Linked DNA regions of Callithrix jacchus: region 2 is linked to region 1. Evidence: chromatin contacts called from public Hi-C data. All regions are on one chromosome and are shown on one strand. Each heading gives the region's core, a stretch centred on a gene start, on an enhancer-like site or on the middle of the called end of the contact. The rest is flanking DNA. Distances are from core to core; before and after follow the strand shown.

Region 1 (3,806 bases), core at 357-2,856:
TCTCAAACACCTAATGATTTCTACTTCTTTTCTTTCTGCCCCATTCCTCTCTTTACAGAGCCACAATTATAGGTACTTGATACTGCTAAATAAACTAACTTCCCCTAAGCTAGTTTATAAATAACTTAGTTTATAAGGAATAGTTTATAAACCAAATGCAAAGATTCCTCTTCCTAGCAACTAGACATCAAGGGTAGGGAAGACAAACCCAGAAGAGGCTAAGCATTCACTCATTTATCAAATTAATCTCTAAGTGTCAGGAACTGTTAGAGGAGCTGAAGCTTCCAAGATGAATAAGACATCTTTTGGCTACTCGTCTTAAAGAGTTTTGAAAACACTTATTTAAAAAAAAAAAAAAAAAAAAAAAAAAGGTCAGGCTCAGTGGTTCACGCCTGTAATCCCAACACTTTGGCAGGCAGAGGAGGGAGGATCACTTGAGCTCAGCAGTTTGAGACTAGTCTAGGCAACATAGTGAGACCTCATATCTACAATAAACAGAAAAATTAGCCAGGCCTGGTGGCGCACACCTGTAGTTCTAGCTATGCTACTCGGGATGCTGAGCCCGGGAGGTTGAGGCTGGCTGCCGTGAGCCGTGACTGAGCTACTGCACTACAGCCTGGGCAACAGCGAAGTTACCTTTTAAAAAAAAACAAGCCCATTCAAAACACCAAGAAGGCACTCCCAAACTTTATGATGTAAAGTCTTAAGTACTGAACTGAGAGTTACAGAAGTAGAATTTAATGCATTATTGTAATTATGTTCGTCTTCCCAAAACATGCGCGCTTCACAAGAAACTGTCTTACTCAACTTTTTAGGCACTGCTCCTATATAACAGCAGGCACACGTATTTGTTGAGTAAGTGAAGGGACAAACTGGACTCTGTCCTTAAAGAAGAGCACTATATTTGAAGGAAAACGCTATTCATTTCAAGGACATGAAAAAGGTATCAGGATGATTCAAACTAGAGATGATCCTCAGCTGTCATCTTTAACTGAAAGAAGAAAAGGGCATGAGACTCGACCCTCTCACTGTTAATCAACCTGTGTTGAATAAAGAAGGAATCAGCGCCTCAGCTGGAACCCTCTCCGAGTTCGCCGCAGGTGGCAGAGGAGCTGGATGTCGTCTCCTCCCACCCAGAACAAGGGAGCTGGGCTACCGGGATGCAACAAGGAGAGCGCTTGAGGTCGAGGGAAAGGTTCTTAAAGGAAACCAGGCTCACCTCTGGGGCGTTTCTTGCGGCTGTCACCCCTCTCCCGCCACCTCTACACCTGCAGGGAAACCTCGGCATGATCCCTTGGGGCTCGGCCAGCTCCGTACTCCCCCCACTGCCCAGCTCTCCCCAGCACTTACTGCCAGAAGGGACCCTCCAGGCAGCAGCGACCCGCGCCCTGGCTGCCAGGCGCCAAAGAAAGCACTTGGAGGCTGCCCGCAGCTGTCAGGCTCCCCAGAACCTCTTGTTGTGTGTGCAGCTGCGCGCGGGAGCCCAGCTGCCCCATAGCTTCGGCGGGGACCCGCACCAACAGCATGGGTAGAACCTGCCCCATGACCGCAGTGCGGGCGGCAGCAGCACTCGCAACCTCCTCCTCTGCAGCCATCTTGGCCCGGCCGTTACTTCCGGTCACTTTAGCCGGAACCTGACTGCAATGGGCATGCGCGGTATACGCAGCGGCTCACGCTCGGTCTCGTGACTCCCGCAGGACCTCTCGGCTGTCTCTGGTCGGTTCCATTCCTTTCCTGTTGGGGGCGGTACCAGCCTCTCCAGCAAAGCCACATTTGCCCTGGCCCCAGTCCCAGTCTGCTTTACTAGCCTGGCATGCTTGAAGGCCTAGCTTAGCGGAGCAGGTCCTTGCAGCTGTTCTTGCTCTGCGGCATTACCCTTTGCCTTCTTGGTCCAACTGCCTCCTGCTCCCCTGGAACCCAGTTTCTGCCTCTTTTCTTACTGCGTTTGCTTACAGACTCTAGGGTGGTGCCATTTCCTTGGTAGAATGGACCAAGTCTTAAGCGTGGATCCATAATGAGGGTGTTGACCCGAAAGTTGAAGTCAAATAATGTCCCTTGTAACAGGAAAAGACACGGAGTCAGTAAGGGGTGAAGATGGTAGAGTTCCTGTCTGTTGTCTCAAGAGTATGATCCAAGATCATCAGCAGAGAAGGAGAGCAGCAAAGCAGCAAAGGCTTTGAGATGAGAAGAGGGGTTGTGTAGGCATTCGGAAAAGACTGCTAAAAGATAGCAGTACCTTCTTATCAACACATCATTTTCCATATTCAGAACATTTCAGCATAAATGAAACCTCTATTGACAGGCCTCTCTGGACCAGTCAATCTAAAGTCCCCTCTACTGCAGTCTCTCTTACCTAGTTTTGTTTTTAATCATAGTATTTATCACTACTTGTGATAAATACTATCTTCTGCCAGTTCCTGTCCAATCAAAATGTAAACTTCAAAAGAGCAGGGACTTTGTTGCTCACTACTGTCCCCGCTAGTACTTAAAACAGTGCCTATTTCATGAAAGGTACTCCAGCATTTGTTCATGAATGCATGATCTTATTTGTCAAAATGAAACCTTTTTTTTTTAAGGTGGAGTCTAGCTCTGTCACCCAGGCCTGAGTGCAGTGGCATGATCTCAGCTCCCTGCAACCTACGCCTTTCCTGCTCAAGCAATTTTCCTGCCTCAGTCTCCAGAGTAGCTGGGATTGCAGGCACAGGCCACAACTGGCTAATTTTTGTGTTTTAGTAGAGACAGGGTTTCACCATGGTGGCCAGGCTGGTTTTAAATTCCTGACCTCAGGTGATTTACTTGCCTCAGCCTCCCAAAGTGCTAAGATTATAGGCATGAGCCACTGCACCTGGCTGAAACCAAACATTTTCTATTACAATGGAGATATATTCAACCTTCTAAGCTCAGCTGAGGCTATTTTCTCTCTAGAAAAAATGGCAACATTAAAGCAATTTCTAAGGTTATACTTGTGTTAGCTACAACAAGGCCTTGTCCCTTAAAATCAGGACATTCTTTCCATGCCTGTAATCCCAGCACTTTGGGAGGCCAAGTAGAGAGAATCACTGGAATCCTCCCTGGGCAACACAGGGAGACCCTTGTCTCTCTAAAAAAATTAAAAAATTTAGTATTAGCTGGGTGTGGTGTCACATGTCTGTACTCCCAGCTATTCAGAAGTCTGGTAGGAGGATCACTTGATCCTGGAGGTCAATGCTGCAGTGAGTCATGATGGTGCCACTGCACTCGGGTGACCGAGTAAGACCCTGTCTTAAAAAAAAAAAAAAAAAAAAAAAAAGATATTCCTGGAGCACTCACACATAAGATAGCCTTCCTTGATTATAGGCCCTAACTTACAAGCAAGTTCCAACACATCATTCTCTTAGCTCTTTTATTATATCTTACTATGCCATGTCTTATTTTTAGGCACATCATTTAGGTTCTTGAAGAAAGGATATGAAAATGTTTGGGGACGGGTTCTCCAATATGTAAAGATGTAAGAAATGTCTTCAGACTCTCTGGATCCCTGTAAACATAGTCTATGCAGCCAGTGTCTGATGATTCGACTTCCAAGATATATGTATTCCAGAACAAACAGATCAGTAGATCCAGGCAAACCTATAAAGAGAACAGGTGTTAACTGCAAGCACAATTCTACTTTACAAGTATTTATATGATTTGATTAGTATCTGGCTCTTTCTAGCAATAATTCTGAGGACAGAGTTGACTATGCTATTCATGCTTATATCCTGGAATAGTTGTTCCTCAAGTATTTGTTGAATGAATGAATTCAGGTTCTCAAATTAATTCTTGCC
Region 2 (3,806 bases), core at 450-2,949, 170 kb after region 1:
CTTGCCTGGGGACTAGACTGCCTTTGTAGAACTAACAAATTAGCCAAAAGAATAAAAATGATGGTTTAGGAGTCACACAGAAGGAGGCTACAAGAATCTGATCCTCCCCAAATTGCTCCTGGGGATAACAACACTATTGTAAAGCCTAAGATCAGTGCTTGAAAGATTTTGCAGACTACACTTGATGGATCAGCTGGCATAATCAGACTGATAAACTGGCTCATATGATCTTGTAGCTCCCACCCAGGAACTAACTCAGCCCAAAAAGACAGCTTAGATTCCCTATGATTTCATATCTGACCCAACCAATCAGCACTCCTGAGTGGCTTTAAAAAAGTCTTTCCCCACCCATCAAACTATCCTTAAAAACTCTGATCCACATGTTTGACTGCTTGGGGAGCCTGATTTGAGCAATAATAAGACTCTAGTCTCCTGCACAGCTGGTTCTGCATAATTACTCTTTCTCTATTGCAATTACCCTGTCTTGATAAATTGGTTCTATCTAGGCAGCAGGCAAGGTGAATCCATTGGGTTGTTACATATGGGGGAGGGGAAACGGTAGGGAATGAAACCAGGAGCACTGTCCTCAAAGGAGGGAGGGGCGTTACAGATTTAGGCCTGTCTAGAGGCTGCTCCCCCCTCAGAGAGTAAAACTTCACTGTTTCTCAGAGGGCTGCGAGGCTGGAAGAGTTTGCACAGAAACCCTGCTTTGTATAGAAGCAGCAGAACCAGTTGAGAGAAAAAGGTTCACAAATTACATTTCATGGCTTTTTTTTTTTTTTTGAGACAGAGTTTTCTTCTTGTTGCCCACGCTGGAGTGTAATGACGCGATCTTGGCTCACTGCAACCTCCGTCTCCCGGGTTCAAGCGTTTCTCCTGTCTCCGCCTCCCGAGTAGCTAAGATCACAGGCGCATGCCACCATGCCCAGCTAGTTTTTAGGGACAGGATTACATCATCTTGGTCTAGAATTCCTGGCAGGATTACATCATATTGGTCTCGAACAATTTTCAAAAGTCAGGCTGGTCTCGAATTCCTGACCTCACGTGATCCTCTCACCTTGGCTTCCCGAAATGCTGGGATTACAGGCATGAACCACCGTGCCCGGTCTCATGGCTTTTTTATATTGATGCACCAAGTCCTTGGAATGATGCACGAACTGATTCACTCCTACTGGTGCCAGGCCCTTTGCTGGGGGCTGGAGAAACGGGGCAGACATGGACGCTGCGTCATGGTAGCACCTGTCTTGCCAAGTGCACACCGTGTCCCATCCACAGCCTCAGCGCTCTCATTGCTAGGAATACGCACTCTCTGGCCGCACCTCAGACCTAGACTTATTGTATCAGAATCTCGGTTCTGGTCTCTGGATTTGCAACAGCTCCTGACATTCCCCACCCTTATTCTTCTGCATCTAATGTTTGAGAGAACTGGTCTGGTGCCTACTGCCACCGCAGGCGGTTTTCAGGGCAGCTATGTGTGCTTGGCTGTGAGGCGGCAAAAACACAGCGCTGCGGGTGGAGCCGGCGCCGGGGCTTCGCGCCCCTAGTTCCCCTGCCCGAGGCCCCGCTCCGCCCCGGGGTCAGGAGGCAGTTGGGTAGCCCCGCCCCTCCACGCTGGCGCCGCCCGCCAGAGATGTCACAGAGGAGGAAGCCTCGCCCCGCCCCTGAGTGCGCCGCCTCTCCCAGGCCCCGCCTCCCACCCAGTGCCCTGGACCCTCTGCGGGGCAGAGCCACCAGAACGATCGCACGTCCCGCGCGCTCCAGGCTGCACTCGAGAGCCAGAAGAGCTCCATGGCAGCAGCGGCCAAGCCCGAGAACCTCTCCCTGGTGGTGCATGGACCGGGGGACTTGCGCCTGGTAAGCTAGGAAGGAGGGTGGGAAGCCTACCGACCCTGTCCCACTCTCCTCTGAGCCCAGCCACAGTCCTGGCTTCCCAATTCCAGCCTGGCGCCGGCCCCGCACCTTAAGCGCCCGGGCTGCCCTGATCCCAGCTGGTTCGCCTCGGGGCGTGGGGGCGGCGGGTAGCGGCCGTTGGGAAGGGCAGGGATCTAGTCGTGTGCCTCCCGGAACCTAACCCGTGGCTGGCACGTGGCCGGTGCCCAGGACAGTTGCAAACTGATTGAATGAACCATTCTCTCTTCTTTGCCAGCTGCAGATTCGTAGTTCAGCTTCTTGTCATTGACCTTTTCAGAGAAAATGCTAAGGCTGTCTGCACTATCTGGGCAGACAGTGTAGAGCAGAAAGGGGGGCCAGAGGACACTTAAAAACACTGAAACTTCTATTTAACTCCCCTTGCTTGCTACTGATAAACCTACCTTACAGGATTATTGTGCTCACAAGAGTACCCAGCACCTAGTAAGTGCTCAGGAAGTGCCGGCTCCTTCTCCTTTCCTTCCAGTCTAAGCCTCTATCTCCAGAAACCCTGGTGTTCCCCTTGCCTGTGCCATACTTCTGGATATTGATAGTCTTCATGTCTGTAAGACTCCTTCTCTCCCTAAACCCCTATCTGGTTCACTTTCCAGGGGTTTTTCTTTCTAATCCTGTGCCTCTGGTCCTTTAGGAGCATTCTGTATGTGTGCCCTCTGCCCTGGGCCCTGCCTTTTGCTCCCTAGCTTGTGGCACCAGAGTTTAGGAAGTGGCTGAGTTAGCACCCTGGTCATGTCAAATCTCCCTTGACAAAGTCTCTCTCAGATGGGCCTGGGATGGCAGTGGGTATATGGGATGAATGCCAGCTATCTCTGCTGCTCCCCTATACCTCCTTTCCCTCAAAGTACATGTGTCAGGATCTAAACTGCAGGAATTCAGAAGTTTCTCCAGATTAGCAGTTCTCGACTATTTAAGAATCTGTGGTGTCCCCTCTTTCCTCCATAGAATGCAAACAGACTGAGTTTGGTAACAATTTTGGGTTGTTCAAGGACTCCCCTTAAGCACTTCTATAGACCCTCTAGTGGTCTGCGGATCCCAGACTAAGAACCCCTGACCCAGCTGACTCTCCATTTCCTCAGTTGAAGAACGTGCCGTGCCCAAGGTGATAGGTTTTGTTAGTTAACAGAGCCAAGAAAAGGACTCAGATGGTCATATTCCCCATTCTAATGCTTATTCTACCGTTTGGAGCCTCCACTGAAGGTCCTGAATTAAAGTAAGGATGTTAGTGTTTATTGTTGCAAATGCCAGATGATACTATGAGTAAGGGAAAGTAGTACATCTCTACACAGCTTGCAGAGTCATTTCCAATTCAGTATTTCATTCCACAAACATTCTCTGATGAAGGGGTGCCTGCCACATGCCAAGCACTGGACTGGGGGCCCAGAGAGGAGGACACAGCCCCTGCTCCCAAGTTTACTGAGGGAGGCAGACAAAGTCAACCATTATGACATAGTGCGATGGCTTTGATGGAAGCCTCAGAGAGAAAAGACCTCACAGGGAGGGGCCCTTGGCCCTCTGTCTGCTCAGAGCCTGCTTAAAGGTCATGCACCTAAAATGTAGAACCACAGTTAAGTTCTGTTCCACCTTAACTCAAAATCATGGTCTTCCACTCCTCAGGCAGACTACCTCTATTGTGATTTTGTAGACAAAGCCTTGAAGATTAGAGCAGGGAACTAACCTCCATCTCATCTGCTTTGCAAAAATCCAATCTCTGACTGGATTAGGGGCTGGGTTGGGGTGGCTGTAACCTAAAGGATCTAGAAAATAAGATGGGCTAGAGAATTTTGCCTGTGCTTGTGGACTGGTATACTAACTGGGGAGAAGAATTCAGAGGAGGATTCAGGAAAACACCTAGGCTCAGCTTGAGAATGGGAAATGGTAGT

What was found. Hi-C and Micro-C count contacts between places; a contact is called where the count stands out from the background.
Region 2: a Hi-C map of skeletal muscle shows a contact between it and region 1, with 2.7 times the contacts expected there. The contact joins the promoter of SORD here to the promoter of SPG11 in region 1. A contact is called at or near these places in 2 of 3 Hi-C or Micro-C datasets (both in skeletal muscle).

What each region holds. Positions count from the first base shown.
Region 1 is chr8:32,386,104-32,389,909 of calJac240_pri, forward strand. SPG11 (SPG11 vesicle trafficking associated, spatacsin) reads right to left here and starts at 1,607. Exons shown (of 39, transcript XR_013520914.1): 1 at 1,351-1,607. It overlaps PATL2 (PAT1 homolog 2), which reads right to left. Exons shown (of 19, transcript XM_078334149.1): 19 at 3,369-3,609. The coding sequence ends at 3,591.
Region 2 is chr8:32,555,556-32,559,361 of calJac240_pri, forward strand. It overlaps SORD (sorbitol dehydrogenase), which reads left to right and starts at 1,700. Exons shown (of 9, transcript XM_002753413.6): 1 at 1,700-1,854. The coding sequence starts at 1,789.